Linked DNA regions of Rattus norvegicus: region 2 is linked to region 1. The links are chromatin contacts, called in public Hi-C maps. All regions are on one chromosome and are shown on one strand. The core of a region is the stretch at or near the end of the contact, and the rest is flanking DNA. Distances in the headings are between cores, read along the strand shown.

What was found. Hi-C and Micro-C count contacts between places; a contact is called where the count stands out from the background.
Region 2: a contact with region 1 is called in a Hi-C map of the Rat2 cell line, with 2.1 times the contacts expected there. The contact joins the enhancer-like site here to the promoter of Rps35al1 in region 1. A contact is called at or near these places in 9 of 12 Hi-C or Micro-C datasets (the A7r5 cell line, the Rat2 cell line, frontal cortex and 6 more).

Annotation. Positions count from the first base shown.
Region 1 is chr7:115,010,546-115,015,196 of GRCr8, forward strand. It overlaps Rps35al1 (ribosomal protein L35A like 1), which reads right to left and starts at 2,732. Exons shown (of 1, transcript XM_039080288.2): 1 at 2,216-2,732. The coding sequence starts at 2,610. The coding sequence ends at 2,278. Ep300 (E1A binding protein p300) reads left to right here. Exons shown (of 31, transcript XM_063264683.1): 3 at 3,282-3,458.
Region 2 is chr7:115,054,128-115,058,778 of GRCr8, forward strand. It overlaps Ep300 (E1A binding protein p300), which reads left to right. Exons shown (of 31, transcript XM_063264683.1): 30 at 796-1,077; 31 at 1,260-4,525. The coding sequence ends at 3,446. Among named protein-coding and RNA genes, the nearest start is that of L3mbtl2, 10 kb to the right of the region's middle. Within about 2 kb of position 2,679, at least 18 of the 93 cell types and tissues checked have an H3K27ac peak or open chromatin away from gene starts, as enhancers often do.

The DNA.
Region 1 (4,651 bases), core at 1,482-3,981:
GCAAAGGAAAAATGATACCTTGAAGGGTTTTGTGGGGTAAGGGCATTTTTTGCTTGTCCCTTCCTGGTTGTTATGTAACACAACTTTCCCTTGTAAGACACAACACACAATGGCTACTACCCAAATAGGGACTCACAGACTAAAGTATAAATATCACCAAAATCCTATTTGGCGAACCAATGAGCTTTATTAAGGTGTTTACCAGAATATGAGTTGAGGGGTTACAAGAGAAGAAATAACTCAAAGACAACTGCGTTACCAAAACACACCCAGCGTGAGTAATGGTGGTTCACAAACCTGGGAACCTGGAAGCCTACAGGCAGCTCAACAGCTTGAAGAAAATTCTTTCCATGTGCCTCAGTTGGTCTAAACCTCTTCCAGGCACCTTGGCTACTTTCTGCTGCTTCTAAGCAGCTTGTCTGGCCTCAGAGTCCTCTTTTGAAGTTTTCTCCTGAGAGAAAAGCTGCATGCAGCTCAGCTTCTGTCTGTTGGGAACTCAGCCTTTTGCTTACTCTGGCAGGGAGGGATCTAGTGAATCTGATCAGTTTCAGGAACTTCCTGAAGCTATTTTTAATTGATAGCTTCCTATTTAAGGAACTCCCAGCAGGGTGAAATGTTTCAATCTGGGATTACAACATTGGTCCTTTCTTTGCCTTTTCAGGTTAGGTCAGTGTCTGTGTTATGGTGGGTAATTGAACATCAGGAATTATCAGCTATAAAAGGAAGTGAGATTAAATAACATCAGTGTAGCAGACATAAACATAGTTCTATCTTTAATTCTGTTTGGTGGGGGAGAAAGAAAAGGAAGGCTTCAAGAGACAGAAAGTATAATAATGGGATGGTGGGAATTCTCAGATACAACACCAGTTTGTACTGAGATATATGTGAATGCTGACATAATTATTTATAGACACTGAGGCAGCTTACAAATGTCTACATTTTATTCTGTGAACTTTTAGAAACATTTTGTTACGTGTTTTATTGTGTCATTCAAAGTTCTGTGGTAAACTGGCTTTTATACTATGTCTCAGTAAATTTTCATTTTAATTAAGGACATGGTTAAATGCACTGTAACTCAGTATAGGTATGAATATTATAACTATTTTAGAATACTACTTTAAAATCTAAATAAGCAAAGGATTGAAGAAATGGTTCAGTAATTAGGAGCACTAATTCTCCCCATTCAGAGGACCCAGTCACTATTCCCAGAATCTATGTTGTAGCCAACCTTAACACCAGTTACAGGGATCTGATGCCCTCTACTGTTCTTAAAAAGCACTGCATGTTAGTGGTACACAGACATACATCCAGGCAGAACACTCACAAAATAAGCATAGTTGTGGTGGTTCATGTTTATGATCCAGCCATGGGAGGCTGAGCAGGGGGATTGCACTTCCAAGGCAGCCTTGGTTACATAGCAGATTATGTCGTAAAAGAAAAGAGTGTAAGTGGTGGTACTAAAGAACATAATTGTGATCTTAATGTTTCCTTTACAAGGTAATATTAGCAGTCACATGAGAGTGGAAATGTGACTGGCATAGAGCTGGTAATTGTGCTGGGATTATAGGTCTCACAGAACCAAGCCTGGTATGAATATGCAGTTGAGGTGGGGGTTAAGAAAGATTATTTGGTAAAATGCTTGCCACGAAAGCACAGGGACTTAATAATAAGTCCCTAGCATCCAAGTAAAAAGCTGGCTCTGGTGGCATGTTAATTTCAACAGTGGAGAGGTGATGGCCAGGCTCCTTGGCCTAATCAGGAAGATCCAAGTTTAGTGAGAGACTGTTTTGAGATGTGTTGGTAGGTAAAGACACTTGCCAGGCCTGGTGTCATTGACTCAGATCAGATAGTCTTCTAACTTCTTTACATGCACTACTATGGTTAAGTGCGTGCCAATGTGTGTGCATGGGCACACATGAATACACAAACAAAGCCAGTGTAAAAAAATTAACATTCTTCATTTTGTAGTGGGGTGGCTCCAGATAAACTGAGCACAAAGAAGATAGTTTTTTAAAAAGTTTGATATAGGGGCTGGAGAGATGGCTCAATGGTTAAGAGTACTGACTGCTCTTCCAGAGGTCCTGAGTTCAAATCCCAGCAACCACATGGTGGCTTACAACCATCTGTAATGAGATCTGATGCCCTCTTCTTGTGTGTCTGAACAGCTACTGTGTGTGTGTGTGTGTGTGTGTGTGTGTGTGTGTGTGTGTGTGTGTTTGTTCATTTATTTATTTTCAAGAGCACAAATCTACTTTTATTTATTTACTCTCCATTAGTTTAAATCCGGGATGGGTACAGCATCACACGGATTCTGTGTCCAATGGCCTTTGCAGGAAGGTTGCTTCGGAATTTGGCATGAACCATGCCACTTTTTCCATGGGCCCGAGTTACTTTTCCCCAGATCACTCTGGTTTTGTTTGGTTTGCCTCCAGGAGTCACTGTATTGTTTTTTGCTTTGTACACATAAACACACCTCTTGCCTAAGTAGAACTCAGTTTCATCTCGGGCATAAACACCTTCAATTTTAAGAAGAGCCGTGTACTCTCTTTGGTTCAGGAGGCCTGGCTTGTAGCCAGCAAAAATGGCCTTGCACCACAGCCTTCCAGACATACTTGTTTTTTTAGAAGTCCTGTTCCCAGTGGGCTTCCAAAGGCGCCAAGATGGCGGAAAGAGGAAGGCAAGCCCCGCTGCTACAGTGTATTTATATATAATAAATACATAAATCTTAAAAAAAAAAAGTTTGATGTAGCTCTAGTTCTATAGTCGAGGGTGACCTTGAAATTTTTGATCCTGTAGCCTCTACCTGTTACTCAGATTTTTTTTTTTTAACCTTAATTTGTGAAATGTAATTTGCTAAGCATATACTTTTATTGTGGTTCTTTTTTTCGGAGCTGGGGACCGAACCCAGGGCCTTGCACTTCCTAGGTAAGCGCTCTACCACTGAGCTAAATCCCTAGCCCCAATGTGCTTTAGTTTTTAAACTTGGGTTGTATTTACTTTGATTGTATGTGCATTAAGAACATGTACCAGGAGTACGGGTGTAAGAGGGCCTTGTGGAGTCATAGGTTACAGGTATATAGGGGATCAAATTCAGGTTGATAGAATTTTACATACAGTAAGCACCTTTACCTGCTAAGCTATATTCCTGAGTCTTTCAGTATGTTTTTAGAATAATCAAAGGATTTTATTTAAAATGGTTTTCTAATATAGAACATGAAGTATGGTCATGGTGAAGGCTTAGTAATATAGAGAATGACATTTTGTTTTCTAATTTTGTGCAGATGGGAATGATGAGCAATCCCACTCCTTATGGTTCACCATACACTCAGAATTCTGGACAGCAGATTGGAGCAAGTGGCCTTGGTCTCCAAATTCAGACAAAGACTGTTTTACCAAATAACCTTTCTCCATTTGCAATGGACAAAAAAGCAGTTACTGGTGGGGGAATGCCCAACATGGTGAGTTCTTAACACTGCTTCATTAAGATCTTTTCTTCTTGTCTTTTCTTTTTGTTTTCCTTCTTTTTTTTCCTCCTCTTCCCTTCATTTTGGTTTTTGGAGACGTGGTTTCTCTGTGTAGCCCTGGTTGTCCTGGAAGTTGCTCTGTAGACCCAGGCTGTCCTTAAACTCAGAGGTCTGTCTGCCTCTGCTCTACCTCTGCCTGGCTCTTTTCTCTTTTTAGCATTTATGTGCATACAGAATAGATGTGTGCACAATGCCATGGTAAACTTGTGGATGTCAGAAGTCAGCTTGCAGAAGTTAGTTTTCTCTAATGTTAGTCTTGAACTGTACTCAGGTCATTACAATTACCTATTGAGCCATTTTGTGAACATATTAAGCTGGCATTTAACACACTGGTATTATATATACTTGGATCCTTAAGATACATGATGTCTATCACCCTTGTGCCTTGGAATGGAATTTTACTTTGTAAAATTTCCTCATGGATTTTTATTGGCTGCACCTATTCATCAGTTGGAAGACTAATTCAAAGTAAGAGTAAATGTGTACTACAGCAAGTCTGTCAGCAGGTTCTCTGGTAAGCATTGTTACTGAAGGATAGGAAAATAGAACCTTTCTGCTCTTAAAGACAAACACAGGCTTCTCTCAAGGGCTGTGAATACTAATTTTCTTTCTCTCTCTCTCTCTCTTTCTTTCTTTCTTTCTTTCTTTCTTTCTTTCTTTCTTTCTTTTGTTGTGTGTGTGTGTGTGTCACTAATCTTATTTCTATTAATGTAACAAAGTTATTTTCAGTTAACAAAGTGATTTTTTGTTTTTCTCTGTGGGGATGGAACTAAGTCCATGAGTGGCTATGGTTAGGCTTCATGAAGTAGCATCTGTAATGGACAGTTTTCATCTGTTTAAAATTCCCAGTAAGGTGGCTTCCAATAAACTTAGGCCAGTCATATCTACATAGCAAGCTCCAGGTCAATCTGAGCTGATTTCAGATCTTAAACAGACCAAAGAAAGGGGGCACGCTAGGCATGCTGGGGCGCACCTTTAATCTGTGGAGATGGAGCCACACCTGTGCAGGTGGTTCAGTTTCTACTTAGGAATTACATGGTTTGGTTTTACTTTTTGAAATTTGTCCTACAGCAATTTTATTGTTCTTTTAGAAGTTTTAGTATTTTGTGTTGTAATCATTGTCTGTA
Region 2 (4,651 bases), core at 1,429-3,928, 44 kb after region 1:
GTGTGTGTGCACCACATGCATCAAGTGTTCATAGTGTCCAGAAGAGGGGGGTAAAACCCTCAGAAGTGGAGTAAAGACATGTGAGCGCTCTTGTGGCTGCTGGGACTTAAACTCTGGTCCTCTTAATCACTAAACTATCTATCCAGACTTATCTAATCTTACGATACCCTGCAAATGGAAAACCAAAGGTGGATATCTAATCTCAGACTGTGTAGGTACATTTCAGATTCACGACTAGGATTTTTATGCCAATTTATACAAATTTTCAACCTCCGGAACTGGCCAATGATAGAGGGCAGATGATAAATTTTCTTGCCTGGGGTAAGAGGCACACAAGCGGTACAGACTCATGCAAGCAAAACATTCATGCACAAAAAAAAATGTAAGGTACATGCACATACATTTTTAAAGTAGAATCTGAGAAAGGTTTGCTTGTTTTTTGAAGTTTTACTGAAATGAAGTAACAGGATATAAGTCTTAGGGTTTTGTTTTGTTTGTTTTTTCAAGCTAGTGTTTCTCTATGAGACAGCCATGGCTGTTCTAGAACTTTCTTCATAGACCAGGCTGACCTCAGACTCCTACCTCTGCCTCTTGAGTGCTGTGATTAAAGGTGTGAGCCACTCACTATATCTGGTCTTGAGTTTTAAATTCTTTAAAGTCTCAAGATGAACAAGGATGAAGAAGGGTTTCAGCTGACCCTGAACCCACTCCTGCTGTGTGCGCCTCTCCTCTGGTGCCTTTCTGTTGCAGTGGCATTATAGTTCCAGAGTCACAGTGAGCCTTGTCTGTTGGCAGGTCTTCTTTGTAATCCGCCTCATCGCTTGTCCTGCTCCCAACTCCCTGCCTCCCATTGTTGATCCTGACCCTCTCATCCCCTGCGACCTGATGGATGGTAGAGATGCATTCCTCACCCTTGCAAGGGATAAGCACCTGGAATTCTCTTCACTTCGAAGAGCCCAGTGGTCTACCATGTGCATGCTGGTGGAGCTGCACACACAGAGTCAAGATCGCTTTGTCTACACCTGCAATGAGTGCAAGCACCACGTGGAGACACGCTGGCACTGCACTGTGTGTGAGGTAGGTGTTGCATGTGGGGAGACACGACAGGACACACTGGTCCCCATTGTACGAATTACACGTTACAAACATCTGCCTCTTGTTGGGAGTGACAGCTGAAGAGATTGGTTTTGTTTTATAAAGGGAGCTTTTGTTTCAGTCCTGCAGAGTCAACTGCATCTTCTGGTTTTTTTCTCCTTCAGGATTATGACCTGTGTATCACCTGTTACAACACTAAAAATCATGACCACAAAATGGAGAAATTAGGCCTGGGCTTGGATGACGAGAGCAACAACCAGCAAGCCGCAGCCACACAGAGCCCAGGAGACTCTCGTCGCCTGAGCATCCAACGCTGCATCCAGTCGCTGGTGCACGCCTGCCAGTGCCGCAATGCCAACTGCTCCCTCCCTTCCTGCCAGAAGATGAAGAGGGTGGTGCAGCACACCAAAGGCTGCAAACGGAAAACCAACGGTGGGTGCCCCATTTGCAAGCAGCTCATTGCCCTTTGCTGCTACCATGCCAAGCACTGCCAGGAGAACAAGTGCCCGGTGCCGTTCTGCCTCAACATCAAACAGAAGCTCCGGCAGCAGCAGCTGCAGCACCGGCTCCAACAGGCTCAGATGCTGCGCAGGAGGATGGCCAGCATGCAACGGACTGGGGTGGCGGGGCAGCAGCAGGGCCTGCCGTCCCCAACTCCTGCTACTCCAACTACCCCAACTGGCCAACAGCCAGCCACCCCACAGACACCCCAGCCCCAACCCACCTCTCAACCGCAGCCCACTCCTCCCAACAACATGACACCCTACTTACCCAGGACTCAAACTGCTGGCCCTGTGTCCCAGGGTAAGGCAGCAGGCCAAGTAACCCCACCAACCCCACCTCAGACTGCTCAGCCCCCACTTCCAGGGCCTCCACCCGCAGCAGTAGAGATGGCAATGCAGATTCAGAGGGCAGCAGAGACACAGCGCCAGATGGCCCATGTACAAATTTTCCAAAGGCCAATCCAGCACCAGATGGCACCTATGGCCCCTATGGGTATGAACCCACCTCCTATGGCCAGAGGTCCTGGTGGACATTTGGATCCAGGAATGGGTCCCGCAGGAATGCAGCAGCAGCCACCTTGGGCCCAAGGAGGAATGCCTCAGCCCCAGCAGATGCAGTCAGGGATGCCAAGGCCAGCCATGATGTCAGTGGCCCAGCATGGTCAGCCTTTGAACATGGCTCCACAGCCAGGATTGGGCCAAGTAGGTGTGAGCCCTCTCAAGCCAGGCACTGTGTCTCAACAAGCCTTACAAAACCTTTTGCGGACTCTCAGGTCTCCCAGTTCTCCCTTACAGCAGCAACAGGTGCTTAGTATCCTTCATGCCAACCCCCAACTGTTGGCTGCATTCATCAAGCAGCGGGCTGCCAAGTATGCCAACTCTAATCCACAGCCTCTCCCTGGACAGCCTGGCATGCCCCAGGGACAGCCAGGGCTGCAGCCACCGACCATGCCAGGTCAGCAAGGTGTCCACTCCAACCCAGCCTTGCAGAACATGAATCCTATGCAGGCAGGAGTCCAGAGAGCTGGCTTGCCTCAGCAGCAGCCTCAGCAGCAGCTCCAGCCACCCATGGGAGGGATGAGTCCCCAAGCTCAGCAAATGAACATGAATCACAACACCATGCCTTCACAGTTCAGAGACATCTTAAGACGTCAGATGATGCAACAGCAGGGAGCAGGGCCAGGAATTGGCCCTGGAATGGCCAACCACAACCAGTTCCAGCAGCCCCAAGGAATTGGCTATCCACCCCAACAGCAGCAGCAGCAGCAACAGCAGCGAATGCAGCATCACATGCAGCAAATGCAGCAAGGAAATATGGGACAGATGGGTCAGCTTCCCCAGGCTTTGGGGGCTGAGGCGGGAGCCAGTCTACAGGCCTATCAGCAGCGACTCCTTCAGCAGCAGATGGGGTCTCCTGCTCAGCCCAACCCTATGAGCCCACAGCAGCATATGCTCCCAAATCAGGCACAGTCCCCACACCTACAAGGTCAACAAATCCCTAATTCTCTCTCCAATCAAGTGCGCTCTCCCCAGCCTGTCCCTTCTCCTCGACCACAGTCTCAGCCCCCCCATTCCAGCCCGTCTCCGAGGATGCAGCCTCAGCCTTCTCCACACCATGTTTCTCCACAGACCAGTTCCCCACACCCTGGACTGGTAGCTGCCCAGGCTGCCAACCCCATGGAACAAGGGCATTTTGCCAGCCCAGACCAGAATTCAATGCTTTCACAGCTCGCTAGCAATCCAGGCATGGCAAACCTCCACGGTGCAAGTGCCACGGACCTGGGACTGAGCGCCGATAGTGCAGACTTGAGTTCAAACCTCTCACAGAGTACACTAGACATACACTAGAGACACCTTGTAGTATTTTGGGAGCAAAAGATTATTTTCTCTTAACAAGACTTTTTGTACTGAAAACAATTTTTTTGAATCTTTCTTAGCCTAAAAGACCCATTTTCCTTGGAACATGTAAGAACTGTGCAGTAGCCATTTATGGTTTAAAGCAAACATGCCAGATGAACCTGAGGGATAATAGATTACAGAGAATATATTTTTGTTATGGCTGGTTACCCCAGCCCTTTTTCCCCCTTGTGTGTGTGGTTCAAGTGTGCACTGGGAGGCAACTGAGGTCTGAAGCCAACCATATGCTCCTGCCTTGCACCTCCAATAGGTTTTATTATTTTTTTTAAATTAATGAAAATATGTAATATTAATAGTTATTATTTACTGGTGCAGATGGTTGACATTTTTCCCTATTTTCCTCACTTTATGAAAGAATTTAAAAAAAAAGAACATTTCTAAAACCAGAGGACAAAAGGGGTTAATGTTACGTAAAATTACATTATATATATATATATATAAATATATATAAATATATTAAAATACCAATTTTTTTCTCTGGGTGCAAAGATGTTCATTCTTTTAAAAACATTTAAAAAAATTAAAAAGCCTCCTCTTTCCACCCCTCAAGTCAACTTTTGTGCTCCAGAAAATTTTCTATTCCGTAAGTCTAAGGGTAAAACTTCAAGTATTAAGATAATTTGTACATGTAGAGAAAAAAAATGACTTTTTCATAATATACAGGGGCAGCTGCCAAATTGATGTATTATAATATTGTGGTTTCTGTTTCTTGAGAGAATTTTTTTGTTATTTTTACATCTAACAAAGGAAAAAAAAAAAGAGGGTAAGAAATGACTCCAGTGGGGTGATTTTAACATGCAAATGTCTGAGGTTTCTTCACTTGCTTTCTTCCTTACTCTGCCCCACACGTACACTTTCTGTAAAACTTGAAAATAGAAAGCAAAAACCCTCAACTGTTGTAAATCATGCAATTAAGGTTGATTACTTATAAATATGAACTTTGGATCACTGTATAGACTGTTAAATTTGATTTCTTATTACCTATTGTTAAATAAACTGTGTGAGACAGACACCTGGGTTTTGTGTCACTTCTTTAGGGCTCATCTTTTGTCTTTGACTAGGCTTGGAGATGAAGCTGGTACAGTGTTTGCCTGACATGTACCAGTTATTCCCTCAGCTAGCCATGGCAATGCCAC